2 separate regions of the Macaca mulatta genome follow, and region 1 is linked to region 2. The links are chromatin contacts, called in public Hi-C maps. All regions are on one chromosome and are shown on one strand. Each heading gives the region's core, a stretch centred on a gene start, on an enhancer-like site or on the middle of the called end of the contact. The rest is flanking DNA. Distances are from core to core; before and after follow the strand shown. Region 1 overlaps SPRING1 (SREBF pathway regulator in golgi 1). Region 2 holds the start of MED13L (mediator complex subunit 13L).

Evidence for each region. A called contact is a pair of places that touch in the nucleus more often than the background predicts.
Region 1: a Hi-C map of CD4 T cells shows a contact between it and region 2, with 6 times the contacts expected there. The contact joins the enhancer-like site here to the promoter of MED13L in region 2. A contact is called at or near these places in 6 of 14 Hi-C or Micro-C datasets (CD4 T cells, blood, cortical neurons and 3 more).

The regions. Positions count from the first base shown.
Region 1 is chr11:123,864,931-123,868,992 of T2T-MMU8v2.0, reverse strand. All of the region lies in intron 5 of SPRING1 (SREBF pathway regulator in golgi 1), which reads left to right. Among named protein-coding and RNA genes, the nearest start is that of SPRING1, 140 kb to the left of the region's middle. Within about 2 kb of position 2,637, at least 17 of the 40 cell types and tissues checked have an H3K27ac peak or open chromatin away from gene starts, as enhancers often do. A contact at or near this core is called in CD4 T cells and fetal cortex germinal zone, where this site is marked.
Region 2 is chr11:123,527,065-123,530,864 of T2T-MMU8v2.0, reverse strand. MED13L (mediator complex subunit 13L) reads left to right here and starts at 1,964. Exons shown (of 31, transcript NM_001261532.1): 1 at 1,964-2,056. The coding sequence starts at 1,985.

The DNA of each region.
Region 1 (4,062 bases), core at 1,388-3,887, 340 kb before region 2:
AGTAGAGAGGGGGTTTCACCATGTTGGCCAGGCTGGTTTCCAACTCCTGACCTCAGGTGATCTGCCCGCCTCGGCCTCCCAAAGTGCTGGGATTACAGGTGTGAGCCGCCATGCCTGGCTTGAAATTCTTCATATATTTTGAACAAAAGACCCTGCATTTTCATTTTGCAGTGAGCCCTACAAATTAGGTGGTTGGTCCTGCCTGCAGGTACCTCCAACATTAGTACTTCCAACAAAAGTACTTGGGCAAGTGACTTAGTTTCCCTGTGTCTCAGTTTTCTTGGGTTCTTAGATGAATTTAATGAAATCACACTTAGAAAGTACTAAGCATGGTGTATGAGCACCAGAGACTTGACAAGTGCTGGTTAGGATCATGGTTTCTCGCTTCTTTCTTGCCTGGACCTGGTTTTCTCTTGCTCATCTCATTTAAAAGGATGACCAGTTTCCTAGTCATTCCAACTTGTAGTTTTTAAATTATTGGTTCCTCCCATTTAACTCTGCCCAGCCAATCAGTCATCAGCTCCTCTTTATTCTGCATTTGAAATGTTTGTTAAACTTTTTCTCTTGGCTGGGCGTGGTGGCTCATGCTTGTGATCTCAGCACTTTGGGAGGCTGAGGTGGGTGGATCACGAGGTCAGGAGATCGAGACCATCCTGGCTAACACAGTGAAACCCCGTCTCTACTAAAAATACAAAAAATCAGCTGGGCATGGTGGCGGGTGCCTGTAGTCCCAGCTACTCGGGAGGCTGAGGCAGGAGAATGGCATGAACCCAGGAGATATAGTTTGCAGTGAGCCAAGATCGCGCCACTGCACTCCAGCCTGGGTGACAGAGCAAGACTCCATCTCTAAAACAAAAACAAAAACAAAACAAAACAACAACAACAAAACAACTTTTTCTCTTCTTACCTCTGTGCAGCCACTGTGGAGACTTAGCTTACATGGACTGTTACAATAGCTTCCTAATTAATCTCTATGTCTGCGGCCTTTTCTTTTCTTCTTCTTCTTTTCTTTTTTTTTCCAAAATAGAGAAACTTGATCCAGCAGCTGAGATGAAGTCAAACTGGTCCAACAGGAATTTACGCAAATGCCCATTTGTCCTTGAGGATGGTTCTTTGAAAGAGAGTAGGAAAATAAAACCAACATCAGTGCCTACTTGTGTGCCAAGCTCTGGACACACATGTTTTTATTTCATCTTCACAAGGACCCTATTAAGTTGCCCTTGTTATCTCCCATTTTACAGAGAGAAAATCAAGGCTCAGAGAGATGATCTGACTTGGACAATTTTCGAGTGACACAGCTGGATTCACACCCAGATCTCTCTGACTTGAAAGTACCTGTTGTCCAGAAAAAAAGACGTAAGTGGAAAAATCAGTGAGACTTGAAAATAGGAGCTTAGTTTAGTTAATAGTAATGAACCAATGTTGGATGGTTTTGATCATTGCAGGATGGTTATGTGAGCTGTGAAGAGTAGAGAAACTTGGGTGAAGGTTATATGGGAACCCTGCACTATTTTGCACCTTTTTGTAACTCTAAAATTATTTCAAAATAAAAAGTTACAGCCAGGCATGGTGGCTCACGCTTGTAATCCCAGCACTTTGGGAGGCGGAGGTGGGTGGACCACCTGAGGTCGGGAGTTCCAGACCAGCCTGGCCAACATGGCAAAACCCCGTCCCTACTAAAAATACAAAAACTAGCCAGGCGTGGTGGTGCACGCCTGCAATCCCAGCTACTCGAGGGAGGGCTGAGGCAGGAGAATCGCTTGAACCCAGGAGGCAGAGGTTGCATTGAGCTGAAATCGCGCCACTGCACTCCAGCCTGGGCCACAGAGTGAGATTCCATCTCAAAAAAAAAAAAAAAAAAAAAAGTTACGTAAACTGTGCACTTTGGGAGATAAGGATGTGTCGGCGTAGGTTCATCAACTGTAACAAATATGCCACTCTGGGGCAGGATGTTGATGGTGGCGGAGGCTGCGCATGTTTCAGGAAGGAAGTGTATGGGGAATCTCTGTACCTGCTGCTCAATTTTGCAGCGAAACTCTCAAAAAGTCAAAAACCGTTGTAAAAAATAAAGTCCATTAAAAAAGGAAATAAACTACCTGCTGTCTCCACTGTGTGTTCTCTGTACGTCTCACTGAACATCACGATCTTCTGCAGAACAATCCTCCACCCCTTACCCCCGCCCCCATACACACACTCATGCCCATGCACACACAATGGGCTCACACGAACTCCACAGTGTCTTTGCACAGGGAATATCGCGCCCATCAGCAAATCCAGCTGCAAGCTGTACCCTACTCCTAAGCATCAGTAGGAATCGTGAAAAGGAGATAATAAAGGGGTGCATGTGAATTACACTAGTAGCTGTGTTCATCTACTTACCCCTCCTTTCTGGCTACAAAAATGCAACGGTATTACTTGCAACATACGTTGCAAAATGCCTTTCCTACCTCTCCCCCCCCCCTGTATTGCCTCCTCCCCTTCCTCTTCGGGTTGGCGTGTAACCTCAGTGATCCAGCCAAATGAGTTATTTGAGATGGAAACGTTAATTTATTTGAGCAGATGGGCGTCAACGCTGCTCTGTAAAAAGGTGGCGGTATGCCGTATTGGCCCAGAGTGGTGCAGATGAAGTCCTGGCTGCCTCGCTGAATCACCGAGTGTGAACAGAATCATATGTTAACGGCACTGAGGGAAATGCCTATTTAAGCCAAACCCTTCCAGAAAACAAATCATTAGCCCCCGATTTTTGTTTTAAATCTGGATTTTCACATCTCAGGTTTGCTGAGGGTCTGAAAAATCTGAAACTCATTATTTCTCAAAGTGTGGTCTGATGACCACCCTCCTCAGAGTCACCCAAGGGCTTATTAAAAACACAGATTCGGGGGACCCAACCCCCCTGACCTACAAACTCCCACTCTCAGGGGTGCAGGCTTGGAGGAATCTGCAATGTTAACAAGCTCCCTGGGGAACTGTCACTAACATTGGGCCCCCATCACTGAAGCGGTGCTGTCAAACTGCCCAGGAAAATCCTTTCAAAACAAAATAAAACAAAGCAAAAAAAAAAAAAAAAAAACCTTGGAATTTGGGGTGGGATTTTTGTTTATTTGGTTGGTTGTGTCTTTCTTTCTACTTCCGTCTACTTTTTCAGATTTTGTGCGAAAGAATGACCCCCCCCTTTGGCGATTAGAAGTAAATAAATAAAAAGGATAAAAAAGATAGCACAAAGAGATTATTTGTGCATGAGAAGTAAAAGACAGTTTGGAAATTTCAGGAATTTCCAAGAAAAGGAGGCTTCCTTGTCTCTCTGTCCTTGGCAACTGAACTTGGACTAGCTTCTCCACACTCCCCACCCCTACCTCCCCCTCCCGGACAGCCGCCTTCTCTAAGTGTTACAACCAATTTTCTCTTGAATACATGTAGTGAGGAAGCCTCAATGACTTCCCAAGGGACCTTACTTATAGGGAAGAGGCACCACGGGAAGATTTATGGAACGTCTGTAAAATATGTGTGTAGAAACTTGCGACATTCTGATCACTACCAAGGAAAAAAAAAACAAAACTGGACAGTTTCTTACTAGTCAGTTTCATGAGCATTTTTATGGATTTTTAAAAATTAATTAATCTTTTCTCCCTTTGTTAGGAATTCTTGGCACAGACACAAGCCCGGGAGAAGGGTAATATTGCCCACGGGCTGTGTGTCCAAACTGTCAGGCTTTCAATCCTAAATCTCTGGAGGCAAAAGGCCAGATTTCATGTGCTTCCCATGAAGTGGGGAGAATCTTGTCAACGTTGGAGAGAAGGGAGTATTATTAGTGGGATTGCCACCACTGCCTCTAACAGCCTCAGTGCCACTGGCAAGCGCCATATGGTCCTAGACAGCCTCTTCCCTGGGCTGTCTCCACGCCCAGAGCCATTTGCAGGATGGGAAAGAGCCCTCAATGTTTGCCACACGGCACCAGGCCCTGTCTACCTCTAGCGCCCTGGTCCTATGTGGAAGCATCAATCGGGCATCTGGTTTTTCTCAGCCTCACAGGTTCCAGTCTTCCCCCACCCCCAACCCCCGCCT
Region 2 (3,800 bases), core at 715-3,214:
GTGCGGTGATGCGATCTCGGGGCTCACTGGGCTCACTGCAGCCACCGCCTTCAGGGCTCAAGTCATCCTCCCACCTCAGCCTCTGGAGTAGCTAAGGCTACAGGCACATGCCACTATGCCTGTCTAATTTTTGTTTTTTGTTTTTTTTGTTTTTGTCGCAACGGGGGTCTTGCTACATTGCTCAGGTTGGTGTTAAACCTCGGCTAGGATTACCGGCGTGAGCCACTATGCTAGCCATCGACTCTTCCTCTTTTAGTTTAATCTGCCTGAAACAGCTAGCTGTTCCATGTTTGGAGGCTTATTAGTGAAGACATTGTTTTCTCCTCACCACCTTTTTGGGGATCCGTTTCTTGAGGACTGGGAGAGCCTCTCTTCACAGCAGCACTCCTCCGGACACCCAGGTCATATACTCTCGGGAAATGTTGGTTATTGAATGAATAACGCCAAGAGGAAGGGTCTGCTCCCAACACGGCCTTAGCACAGTGCCTGGAAGTTGTAATAGATTCTGGCACATAGTAGGAGCTCAGGAAACATTTATATAATGAATGAATGAATGAGTGCACACAGTAACTAGGAGAAAGGGCTCAATACACATTTCTGTATTAAACGCACAGTGCCTGGAACACAGTAAGCGCTCCCTCTGTGGCAGCCGTGAATATCCCTGGGCAAAGACTGTGAAACCTAGTCCAAGAGCTTGGCTTCACTGTGCGCGGGTTCGAATCTGGACTCCTCTTCCCAGGTGTGCGACCTCGGGCAAGTGACTTAATCCCTTTGTGCTTCAGTTTTTTTTCTCTGTAAAAGGCGGACGGCGGCGCGAGCCTCCGAAGACACACACTTCCCAGAGCACTCGGACCCGCTGCCTGGTCCACAGCGCGGCCGCCGCGCCACGCCAGCCGGCCTGGGCTGCGGGGACACAGGCCGGGGGCCCCGCGCCCGCTTCCGCGGCCGCCACGGGCGCGACCCGGACCCACGGTCCCGCCCCGGACCCACGGTCCCGCCCCGCCACGATCAGTGCACCGCGAGGGGGCGGGGCGGCCACGAGGGGCAGCCCACGGCAGCCACGGGCCGGCAGTCCGCCGCCCGCCGGGGAGCCCGGCCGCCTGCACTTCTTTCTCTCCCTCTCCGCCTCCCTCCCTCCCTCTTCCCGGCCCGAGGACCCGGCCGCGCTCGGCTCAGCAGCGCCTCCCGCGAGCCGCCGCCGCCGCCGCCACTCCGGACCCCTCCCCCGCCCGCCCCCTGCTCCCCCCGCGCGGCCGGCGCCCGTCACGTGACCCGGCACCAGCCAATGGCGGGCCGAGCCGCGGTCGGCGGCCGCCATTGCTGTCAGAGCAAGCGAGCCCGGGGAGGGAGGAGAAGCGAGGCTGACTGGGGAGGAGGGGGGGGTGGGGGAGGAAGAGGAAGGAGGGGACGTCGCTCGGCTGCCGGGGTCGCCCGCTGGCTTCGTCCGCACCCCCCCCTTCGCGAGTTCGCGCTCCGCGGCGGCGGCGGCTCCGAGGCGGCGGCGGCGGCTCCGGGGCTCGCCTCCCCTCGCGCGCCGGCGGGGGCCGAGGGGGAGTCGGTGGCTGGAGATAAACAAGGCGGCGGCAGCGGCGGCGGCGGCTGAGGAGCAGGGAAGGCGGAGGCGGCGGCCGGCCCGCAGCGCCGGCCCGGGAGGCAGCGGCGGCCCTGAGAGGCGGGGTGGGCGCCGGGCCGCACGGACAGCGCCCCCCGCCGCCGCCGAAGCCGCCGCAGCCGCCGCCGCCGCCCGAGCAGGAAGGAGCCGCGCGGCCGCCGCGGACCCCCCCGCCAGCCCGGGCCCGCCGCCCCCGGCGCGGCGTCGCCGCGGCGCCTCCCGCCTGCCCGCCGGCCCTCGCGCCCTCCCCCGGCGGCGGCGGCGGCCCGGCCGCCCCGCGCTCCCCGGCGAGGCGCCGCCGCCCGGCCCGGCCTCGCCTCGGACGCCTCGCTCCGACATGCCCCGCTCTGGCGGCCGGGCTCGCGGAGGATCATGACTGCGGCAGCGAACTGGGTGGCGAACGGGGCGAGCCTGGAGGATTGTCACTCCAACCTCTTTTCGCTGGTGAGTAGCCGGGCTGCGGGGAGGGGGCTGTGTCGGGGAGGGGGGGCTCCCCGACCTCCGCCGCCGACCAACTTTCTCCTCCCGCCGCCGGGACTTCGCCCCTCCCTCGCGTCTCCCCGCCGTTCGCCTCTCGCCGATTCTCCCCCTTTTGGATCGTCTCTTTCTCGCCTTGGATCCCATCCAGTGTTTATTTGGCTCTTTAAAAATCATTTGTGAGCGCGGCGCTCGGCGTGGAATTTGCATGTGGAAGTCTCGGAGCTGCGGATTCTGGGTCGCACTTCGAACGCCCACCCTCTGTTGCAATTGCACTCCCCTTCTCCTCCCCTTTCCCCCCTTTTTTTCCCCCCTAAATGTGGAAGGCTTTGCCTTGTGCTGCCCGCGCCTCCGATCGGCAACCTCTTCCCCGTTGTCGGATCGGCTGCCTGCCCGCCCGCCCGCCCGCCTGCCTTTTGAATTTTTTTAAATTCCATAATGACACCTGCAATTTCGCCCGAAAACAGTTGATTGAATGCGATTGTGTCAGGAAAGGACTCTTGCACCCGAAGCTCCCGCGATTGTAAACATCGACAGCCGCTTGCCTCTCGGGGCTTACTACGCTGGAGAGCCGTAAAGCCATTGCACCGAGCCGACGGAAGGTGGAGAAAGCTTTTTTTTCTTTCTCTCCTTCTGTGTCTTTTAAAAACTGTTTTATCTGTCCTAACAACGAATCCACACACACACACACACACAAAAGCAACAAGCTGGGCGGTTTGATAACATCGCTTTTATCTGCTTTCGCCTCTCTCGCGCTCTCTCTCTGATAATTGACAACTTTTCCTTCGGATTTGAATCGCCTGCCTTAATCTTGAAGCAGTTAGGGTGTCAATTGTTCTCGTGGAAGCCTGGCACCCGCCGACGGCGTCTAGATTCATCGAAATTAAAAATGTATAGGGCTCCAGCAACTCTTTCCTGGCGGTGGCAGTGACATTTGGTGGTAAATGCCATCTTTGCTTTTTATTGGGTCGTATTACCTACCTCTGAAAACATTCACGTTGTTAAACCTGGCGTTTAGGCTAATAATTGCAGTGCGTGGTCTTTAAATATGTGCTTTGTGCATGAGTTACTGTATGTATAGCTATGTGCCCAGGAGAGTACGAATTTGTTTAAATATTGAGCAAAGATTTGTAAACAGATATAAGGCAATTACGTTTCAAGCGTAGAATATAATTGGAAAATTGGCTGAACAGTTTATTTAATTTATCCTTAAAAACACCCAACTTAGTTGTGTACCCTGGTTTTTTTAGGGGGAGGTGAGTCCCTTTTGGAGAACATACATTTTGGAAATTATTTTCTGTAACCCCCGCTGTAGATAGAAGCATCATTTCCCTCTTAATCCTTGTTTACACTGGATAAATAATTTAGTGTTCAAATTGTAATTAGTTACATTTAATTATGGGTGGCCTAGATGCTTTTTTGCTATGAGACTAATGGAGAAATGCAAATTCTCGCCAACTTTTCAAATGAAAGTATTATGTTATTAAATGTGTTACAATGCAGACCAAAAAATCAACACACGCGATTTTTACCTACAAAGACCGAGTGACATAGTATCATTGATCCCACTCTAGTAAGATCAGGTAAATTTTTTTAAATGAAATATTTTAATCCAGATATTTCATCTTAAAATTCAGTTATAAGTTGGAATTCTTTCTCTTAGTATTTTGATAATTTTCCCTTGATTTTTTTGGTATGTGGGAGTAAAACC